Linked DNA regions of Bactrocera dorsalis: region 1 is linked to region 2. The links are chromatin contacts, called in public Hi-C maps. All regions are on one chromosome and are shown on one strand. Each heading gives the region's core, a stretch centred on a gene start, on an enhancer-like site or on the middle of the called end of the contact. The rest is flanking DNA. Distances are from core to core; before and after follow the strand shown. Region 1 overlaps LOC105224594 (synapsin). Region 2 overlaps LOC105224594 (synapsin).

Evidence for each region. Hi-C and Micro-C count contacts between places; a contact is called where the count stands out from the background.
Region 1: a contact with region 2 is called in a Hi-C map of whole body, with 2.1 times the contacts expected there. The contact joins two enhancer-like sites. A contact is called at or near these places in 2 of 2 Hi-C or Micro-C datasets (both in whole body).

Annotation. Positions count from the first base shown.
Region 1 is chr2:40,171,069-40,175,201 of ASM2337382v1, forward strand. LOC105224594 (synapsin) reads left to right here. Exons shown (of 14, transcript XM_049447333.1): 12 at 1,123-1,290; 13 at 1,363-2,839. Among protein-coding and RNA genes, the nearest start is that of Trnam-cau, 18 kb to the right of the region's middle. Within about 2 kb of position 1,568, the one cell type or tissue checked has open chromatin away from gene starts, as enhancers often do.
Region 2 is chr2:40,069,414-40,074,040 of ASM2337382v1, forward strand. It overlaps LOC105224594 (synapsin), which reads left to right. Exons shown (of 14, transcript XM_049447333.1): 3 at 1,578-1,946. Among protein-coding and RNA genes, the nearest start is that of LOC125776229, 25 kb to the left of the region's middle. Within about 2 kb of position 1,793, the one cell type or tissue checked has open chromatin away from gene starts, as enhancers often do.

The DNA of each region.
Region 1 (4,133 bases), core at 318-2,817, 100 kb after region 2:
TCCAACAAGATGGGGCTACGTGCCACACAGCACTTGCAACAACCGAATTATGGCCAGACAAGTTTTAAAATTCGATTATTTCACGAAATTGTGATATTGAATGACCTCCAAGTAGATCATTAGATTACTTCTTCAGAGTCATTTGAAGTCATTTGTTTTTAGCAATAAAACAGGTTCACTTCAAGATTGAAGTACGACTTTATTGAGGGTAAAAAGCACTCGAAAATTGCGTTCATCGAATTCGCTGCTGTCAAAGAAGTCGTGGAGGCAATTTGTATGATGTTATATTCAGAACTTAATTGTATCGATGGTACTTGTGTGTGTTTTTTTTTTTAAGAAATCGTATCACTGTTATTGGAAAGCTCTGTATATCATCTCTGGGATGGTTCAATTGCGCTAGTTTTCACCATCATTTTGCGACTGTGCTCTTAAAGGCTGTTTCTTACTCGTTTTGCAACATTTCCTAAAATGTTAGGTTTTTATTGTAGTCAAGATGTGTAGTGGTCATGCCACCTCCATTTACTAAAGTGAACTCAAATTCGTAGGCAGGACACCTTTTAGCACACCAGTCCCAAATGTTTGCTTCAAATTCGTTAAGCAGTGTTATCAGTGTAAGTCATTCAACCAATAACAATTCTAAGTTTGTATACGTCATACATCTCATACATAGCTAGAACTAGTAAATCGATAAGCTCAGATACGTTGCCCAACAGGGGTGTTTGTTGTGGCCACATATCAACAACGATCAACTGCGTATTTTGAATAATGAATTAGCAAGCGATGTACGTATTATTTGTCAGCAGGAGAGCGGTGGGGTTAGTGCAATGCGAACCGCAGTCATTCGATTAAATACTTACATATGAGTATACAAGCTACAAATAAACAATCTAAGCTCACTAACGATAAATCGTAATGTGTTGCGATTTGGGCAAACACAGTATCATTAGTTGTTATTAGAGGGAGACTTTAGGCCAGTCGTGCCCGCAATCCCGAATTGATTAATGCATAACAGAAGTCGGTCGAATTGCAAATTGCAAACACATGTATACCACAGCAACCGCATGTTTGTCCACAGCATAGTGCATTAGCAACTTGTATGACTAAATTTTTAAACATTTGCAGATTTCCGAGCTCTTTGGCGGCATGGAGGTATGCGGCATTTCCGTGGTGGTCGGCAAAGACGGCCGCGAGCACATAATAAGTGCTTGTGATTGTACATTCGCTCTAATTGGCGATAGTCAGGAAGAAGATCGGCGCCAGATCGCCGACTTAGTCTCGGCACGAATGCAAGTGAGTATATTACATATTATATTAATGGAAAGCTGAACTGGAACTACAACTCATACATGTAAACCATTTCAGAACGTCTGCCGGCCAAGCATGGCACAGACCGGTGGACCACCACATGGTATACGTCAACCATCACGTTCATCCATTTCCTCGCGTGGTGAGAGTCCTACCGAGGATATGGCACCAACACCACCGGCACCCGCCGGTCCACGCCCAGCTCCAATGGGCGGTCCACCACCAATACCCGAACGCACTTCACCAGCAGTCGGCTCAATAGGACGTCTCAGCAGTCGCAGCAGCATTTCCGAGGTACCTGAGGAGCCAACTGCACCGGCTCCGACCAGTGTACCTGGCAGCGCGGGCGGTGTGGTCCGTCGAGATTCACAAACATCGCAGGCATCGAGCGTGTCGTCGGCCTCGAGGGTCTCGACACGTCCTCCGCAAACTCAGAGTTCCGTTGTTGAAGATGCGGAGGATACAATGAAGAATTTGCGTAAGACCTTTGCGGGGATATTTGGTGACATGTAGGAATTAGCGAACAAGAAACGCGGAAGAACAGCTAGCGAGACAAGCAGCGGTGGCGGTGGACCTGGCAGTGCAGGCGGCAGTGGCATAAGCGGCATCAGTACCGGCTCGTTTCTAGGCAAGCAATTCTCATTTGCAAGCGCCGGTGGTAAGTCGGTGAGCGGCAGCACTTCAAGCGTCGCCTCCGACGTGATCTCAGCACAGCCATCACCCAAATTGACCGCAGAGAAGCCATACGATGCACGCTCGGACACCTCGACGAACTCCACATTGACAGCGGGCAGTATGAGCGTTAGCGCCAGCTCAGCTGCTAGCTACAGCAGCAAGCCATCTTCCAGCGTTTTAGATACATTCCAAGAAGAGAACAAATACAAGCCAGTCACCAATTTTGAGCCACAAGAGCGCGTTAATCCCTTCGATAAGGGCGCACTAAAAACTTCCGCAACCAATCAAACTATCGGTAGCGCCGTATCCACCACATCATCTTCATCGATCTCATCCTCTTCGATTTCATCGCGCATCAATCGTAACGGTAATGTGGGCATTAAATCGCCACCACCGCCGACTGGACCACCACCGCCACCACCGACTGGCGCTATCGCTAGCAGCAGCTACCGCAACTCAACCTCGACCACGCCACCAAGCGCCGGCAAGGACAACCGTACTTTCAATTACGGCAGCTCAACTTCCATTGAGACCATTACACGCATGGATACTAACACAACAAACACCACAACAGCTGGTCCGAGCAGCGATGCCGCCCCTGTTGCTGGTGCACTTGCCGACGATAACAATGCAACAGGCGTTGCTGGTGGCGCTACTTCCTCCACGAGCGGTGGCCCAGATTGGAAATCGAAGATGGGCATACGTTCGGCAAGCGTCTACAGCGCGCCCGCCAATTTGCCAGCAGCTGGTGATACCTCCGGCTATGCATCCAACTCAAGCCCTGCTTCGAACGCTTATAACACTACAGCCGATCTGCCATCGTACACACGACCATCTTATTCGCGCTCCGAGAGCAATGGTAATTATCTGGCCGTGGGCGTACTGCTCGTTAGTCTAACACTACGAAAGTCTTAAGCGAAAAGCAAAGTGCAAATAATATATAGAGGCGATCGTGCAGCGCTGCAGTGCCAATTTAATTCTAAAAGGCTCATTCACTACTTAATAAAAAACATATCAGCCATACTAACCCATTATTCAAAGAAAAAATAATGTATATTTTCTATCAGCTCATAATACATCACTTTACTCATACTCATAGTTCAGTTCACATATGCATCATTACATAACCTCAAATAAGCGCAAAACTAATTAGCAGAGAAAATATTTTTTCACCTCAAATTAAGAGCAGGAATTGAAAAGAGTAAAGCATATTAACAATAATATTCTCATAAGCGAGAACAAACTAGGGAAAGTGCTTATAAGCCAACCTATGACCAATTGACTATAAGTAAAGGTTACTACTTCAGCGCCTAAATCTAGCCTACACTACTAAGATTTATTTTTAGAGCAGTGAAATGCTAAAGAGTAAGCCAAAACCATATAAATTTTCTATAAGCAAAAAAAAATATTTTCATAAACATATTAACAGTTTAAAAAACATACTCAAAACGTAAAGCTATTTCTGATACATACCACAAATATGACTGCATACAATTAAGACAACATCAAATATAGCCAAAACTTTTCCACTTTTCTACGCGCCCGCTTACCAAGGAAATCAGCCCTACTCATTAATATCCCATTAACTCATAGTCCTAAGAACTTTTAGTTGTAAGAAACAAGCCCCAAAAGAAAATTCTAAAATTATGTGCCACCCTCAAGATCCTTCCTCGACACATATGTACTTACACACATACATATAGGCAACTTAGTTATATGTAGACAAAAACAACAATATTTCTATTCTACTGTACTCTACTTTATGCTAATCAACGTTAAACGCCTACGCCAACACGCCCATAACTGCTTTTCCGTCCTCCTCTCTAACGAACTAAACTCGATTCACACTACAATATATTATACGTTTGTTATTGTTGTATTCAATCGTCATGCCGCACTGAAGCATGTCGCCGCAAAGCAACAAAGCCAGTGTTTCGTAAGTTCATAATTGTCTGAATAAATGCAACCCTGCAACTAGACAAACACTAAAGTAATATATAATATGCAATATCTTTTTATATTTTTATTTTCCTTAAAATTAAACGACATTCTTGCATCCACTATATTCGTTGAATGTCTAATTATTAATCGAAAATAATACGTGCTAAGGCTAAGCGCATAGTGGTGTGAAGAGCAACTCAGCGTGGGGAACA
Region 2 (4,627 bases), core at 543-3,042:
AATTTTCTTTGATTATCGATGTGTGGTGGTCTCCGAATTCCTTCCGACCGATCAAACTGTCAGTATACTATTTAAGTGTTATGCGTCGTGCGATGGCTATTCGTAAAAGTAGGTCGGAATTATGGTCCGACAATTCTTAATTTTTGCACCACGATAGTGCACCGTCGCATATTGAATTGATACTTCGTGAGTTTATCGCCAAATCTTCAACCCAAATGGTGCCGCAACCACCGTATACGCCTGCTTTAGCTCCGTGCGACTATTCAGCAAACTCAAACGACCGCTCCGAAGGAACCTTTTTCGCTACGCACATTGTAAGGCTATTCTGGAAATGAACTTTAACAACTGTTTCGAAAATTGGAAAAAACGTTGGCACAAGTTTCTTGGGGGGGAGGATTACTTTGAGGGGGATACTGAAGAATGAATTAAGCTAAGGGGAATTACTCCGAGGGAAATATTGAAGAATAAATAAAAAATTTAAAAATTATAAACAAAGCCTTAATAATTTTGGTCATGGTAGTGTACAGAACATGCACATTTGAGAGTGATTGGATAATTTGTCATCAGGTAATCACTGATTTATGACTTTAACGTGACTGAATTGGAGGATGGGGATGTGGAAGTTCTTTTGGTAAAGTAATGGCAATCGTCGAGTTTAAAGATCAGTTTAGAACGACTTAATTCAAGTTAGTAACGTCTGGCCGAAGCACGATGTAGGGATGCTCCACAAGATAACGCAAAAAGCTTATAGACCAAATCTCCATCTGCGACTCGCTGCTGAATCGCACCAAAATCAATACATTTCTGATGCTTACGTTTTCGATTGACGGTGAGCCGAGTGAGTGTGTCTTTGGCGCGATTGGCAGGGAATCATCTGATATGAACTTCTCGCCTACGGTCAAATTCTTAATTCGGATCTTGTACTGTCAATAATTGCATCGTCCGGAGTAAGAAACCGCCCAGAAGTGGCCAGATTTGGTCAAGATGAGAGGAATTGTGATCCATTAGAAGAACGCCTAGCCACTCATATCGATTTGCCTCGGCTCTAAGAGCTAGACGACCTTATAGTCCGAGCCCGGCACCAAGTAATTATAACCTGTTACTGTTTATAATGAATAATTTTGATGGTCCCAAGAGAAGCTGGTGAAAATCAACTGTTTGCTAATGAGGACAAGGGTTTATGTGAGGGTGGCATTATAATAGATACCTAGGTTTCATTTTATTTGTCCCATTTTTCTCAGTGTTGGTGAAGTTAGAAAGCCTTTAGCTCACCCTGTACGAGTATAAGCCAAATTGGATGCAAGGATGGAAAATTAATAATAATATTATGTTATAATAAGTTAAGAAGAGGTTTTAGTGACTTAGTGTCCCAACCGTGGTTGAAGAAAATTTTCTTTCATTATGTAAACTCACCTTTCATGCGTACGAAATCCCATAAACATCTTAGTAACATAAATTTAATTTTATTTCTCTCATCATTAGCTTTCAAAGGATGGCATTTATATATAAAAAAACCGCAGTTTATTATTCTCAAGACAGCATAAATAACTGCAACATTTTAATTTAATTTCTTGCAGCATTTGGGCGTGACTCGCAGGCATTTCAACGTCTCAGCACTCAGCACGACAGACAAGTAAGGGCCGCAACTGACAGCGAGGATTGCCGCGTGTGGAAATCTTGTTTAATAAAACACTTTTGTGTGTTCAATTTGCCAACTTCCTGTGTATCCGAAGCGTGGAATAACGGTATAAACGCTCGCGCCTATTAAGGCACTTGGCTCTGGTAAGCGTAGAGTTGAACAACTGCGGACCGCGAGACAGTTGAGCGCACGTGTGCAAAGCGTCTCGAACTGAACAGCGCAGCACTGTTCGGTTAACTCGCAGTTTTCTGTCAATATTAGCGCTATAGCAACTGCTGGGTGTGGGCGATACTGCGCCCCGCCACCGGTAAGCCTTAAACAATATTTGTTCACACACGCACACATTCACAAACAACTGTACATCTGCATATATTTCTATGTGTATGTAAATTCATTTATTTATACGCACTTGCACAATCACCTTTTCACCTTTCACCGACCATTTGCACTTGCACAACAACGCTTGCACGAGGTCAACTATCAGCTGCAGAGTTATTTTTTTTAATTTTTTGTTGGCTTTGTTGTTTTTGTACGTGAATTTTTTATTCATTTATTTTCTTTTTGTTGTTGATTTGTTCGATTTTATAATTTGTATAATTTATGTAATTAATTTTGAGTTAATATTCGTAAAAAGTTAAATATTATTTTTAAGTAACAGTAACAGTAAGAGTCGAGGGCCTTACGTATTGAAAGCTACTCTGTAACTGAGTTCGAAACCAGGTCTTGAAATGCGTATCTCCAACACACGTGGGCTACAGATAGTCTCAATCTAAAAGGGTTTCTGGATCCCGATTCTTTTTCACAAAACGACATGTTTTCATGAAAACACAGAAGGGTCCAATTAGCCGATTTAAAGAACTAAATAAGCTACATTCTTCTTCTTTATTTTCATAGACAGCGCTTATGAGAAGTGTAGCCAGGTCCAGGTCCTTCACCTGGTTCTTCCTCTGCTTCCCCCGGCGGGTATTGCGTCGAATACTTTCTGAGCTGACACGTTTTCGTTCATTCGCACGACATGACCTAGTAGGCGTAGCCTCTGTCTCTTAATTCGCTGAACTATGTCAATTTCATCGTATATCTCATACAGCTCATCCTTCCATCGAATGCGAAATTCGCCGTGGCCAACGCACAAAGTACCACAAATCTTTCGCAGAAACTTTATCTCGAAAACTCGTAACGTCGACTTATCAGATATTGTCATCGTCCATACCTCTGCACAATATAGGAGGACGGTAGTAATGAGTGACTATAGAGTTTGGTTTTTGTTCGTCGGGAGAGAACTTTACTTCTCAATTTCCTACTCAATCGGAAGTAGCACCTGTTGGCAAGAGTTGTTCTACGTCGAATTTCGAGGTTCACATTGTTGTTGTTACTGGTTCCAAGATAGACGAAATTAACTACGACTTCAAAGTTATGACTATCAACAGTCACGTGGGAGCCAGTCCCGAGTGCGACGACTGTTTCTTTGATGACAGGAGTCTTGCCCTCGTTCACTTCCAGATATATTTGCTTCGCTTCCTTTTACAGTCTGGAAAAAGCAGAACTAACGACGGAGATGTTGCGGCCAATGTTAAAGACATCATCGGCGTACGCCAGCAGCTATATACTCTTATAAAAGATTGTGTCTCGATTCTCGACTTAGCTCTGTAGCTCGAATTATTTTCTCCAGCAGTAGATTGAAGAAGTCCCATGATAGGGAGTTGCCTTGTCTGAAACCTCGTTTGATAGGGAACGGCTTGGAGAGTGCCCTTCCGATCCTGAGCTTTTGGCATCCGACCATATCCAGCTGTTTTATTGCATTCTCGAAAACAGGGGTTTCTTTTGCAGTTGTACGTAAGTAACAAAATGCCGATCCACGGTTCCCTTATACTGAGTTGCTGACGAGTGCTCTCAGAGAGCATGAGTTGAAGTCGATTAAAAAATCGATCGCCTGTCACCCGTGATTCCTCTACTACTTTACGGTGCTTTGGTGTGGTACACCGATGTCAGCGAAATCTTGCACAGGAAATCGTTAGTGCAAATATAGTAACTCGAGGCTCCCTGCATAACGGGAGGATTAAGAACCTACTCCAACAGCTGAACTAGAATTGTAGCGAAAAGCTCTGTAGCACGAAATTAGCTGTCAGCTTGGCAAAGTCAGGTGATTTTCGACAAAATCCTTCAGTGTAGCTTAATTATCAGGTGGTCAAATCACATTAAAAGTGGTTGGATAGAGCAGTAGCATGAGAGATGCTGGAACACCTCCTCCGTTTCTAAGGGCCTTATCTAGAACTCGGCTAAAATATCTAAGATATGAAGTTTCTCTATTTGACAATAATCCTCTATTAAACCTCACATAAAGCGTTGACGTAAACAATGGCTCTAGAAAATATTTCATGTCCTTCTCCGAGCCGTATAAAATCGACGCAATTTTTTTAGAGCTCGTTGGACCATTTAAATTTGCCTTATTCTTTGAGCTTTGACTGAAAAGCTCATTGACCAGAGTACGAACATAATTTTATATTCTTGGGGCTAAAGCCTGAAAATGGTTTATATTGCCATATTATTCTAAAGCAATGATTTGCCGAAGTTTTCTGGACATATTAACATGTTACTCCTTCCTATTGAATGTAATTTCGCAGAAATATTATATTTTATTTACAAAGCATATAAAAATTTCGAAAATCTGCTGTAAAATTTCATTTCATTTATTATGCTCTGACAAGTATTTTTATGAGCTGCACTCTCTACAAAGCGCATATTTTATGAATTGAAAATGTCGCCAGTTTTTACTGCGGTAGTAAGTTTTCCGCCTAAATGTATACTCAAAGAAAATTGATTTTCCATTTCATGCAGCAAAAGTACAAACAATACACATATGTATATACAGTTATTTATTACGATGCCAAGAAACATTTGCGCATTTCAGTCACGTCAACAACACTGCCACCTGACTAACAAGGTCGACCGCCTGCCGCTAACGAAAGGCAGGTAACAACCACAAAAATG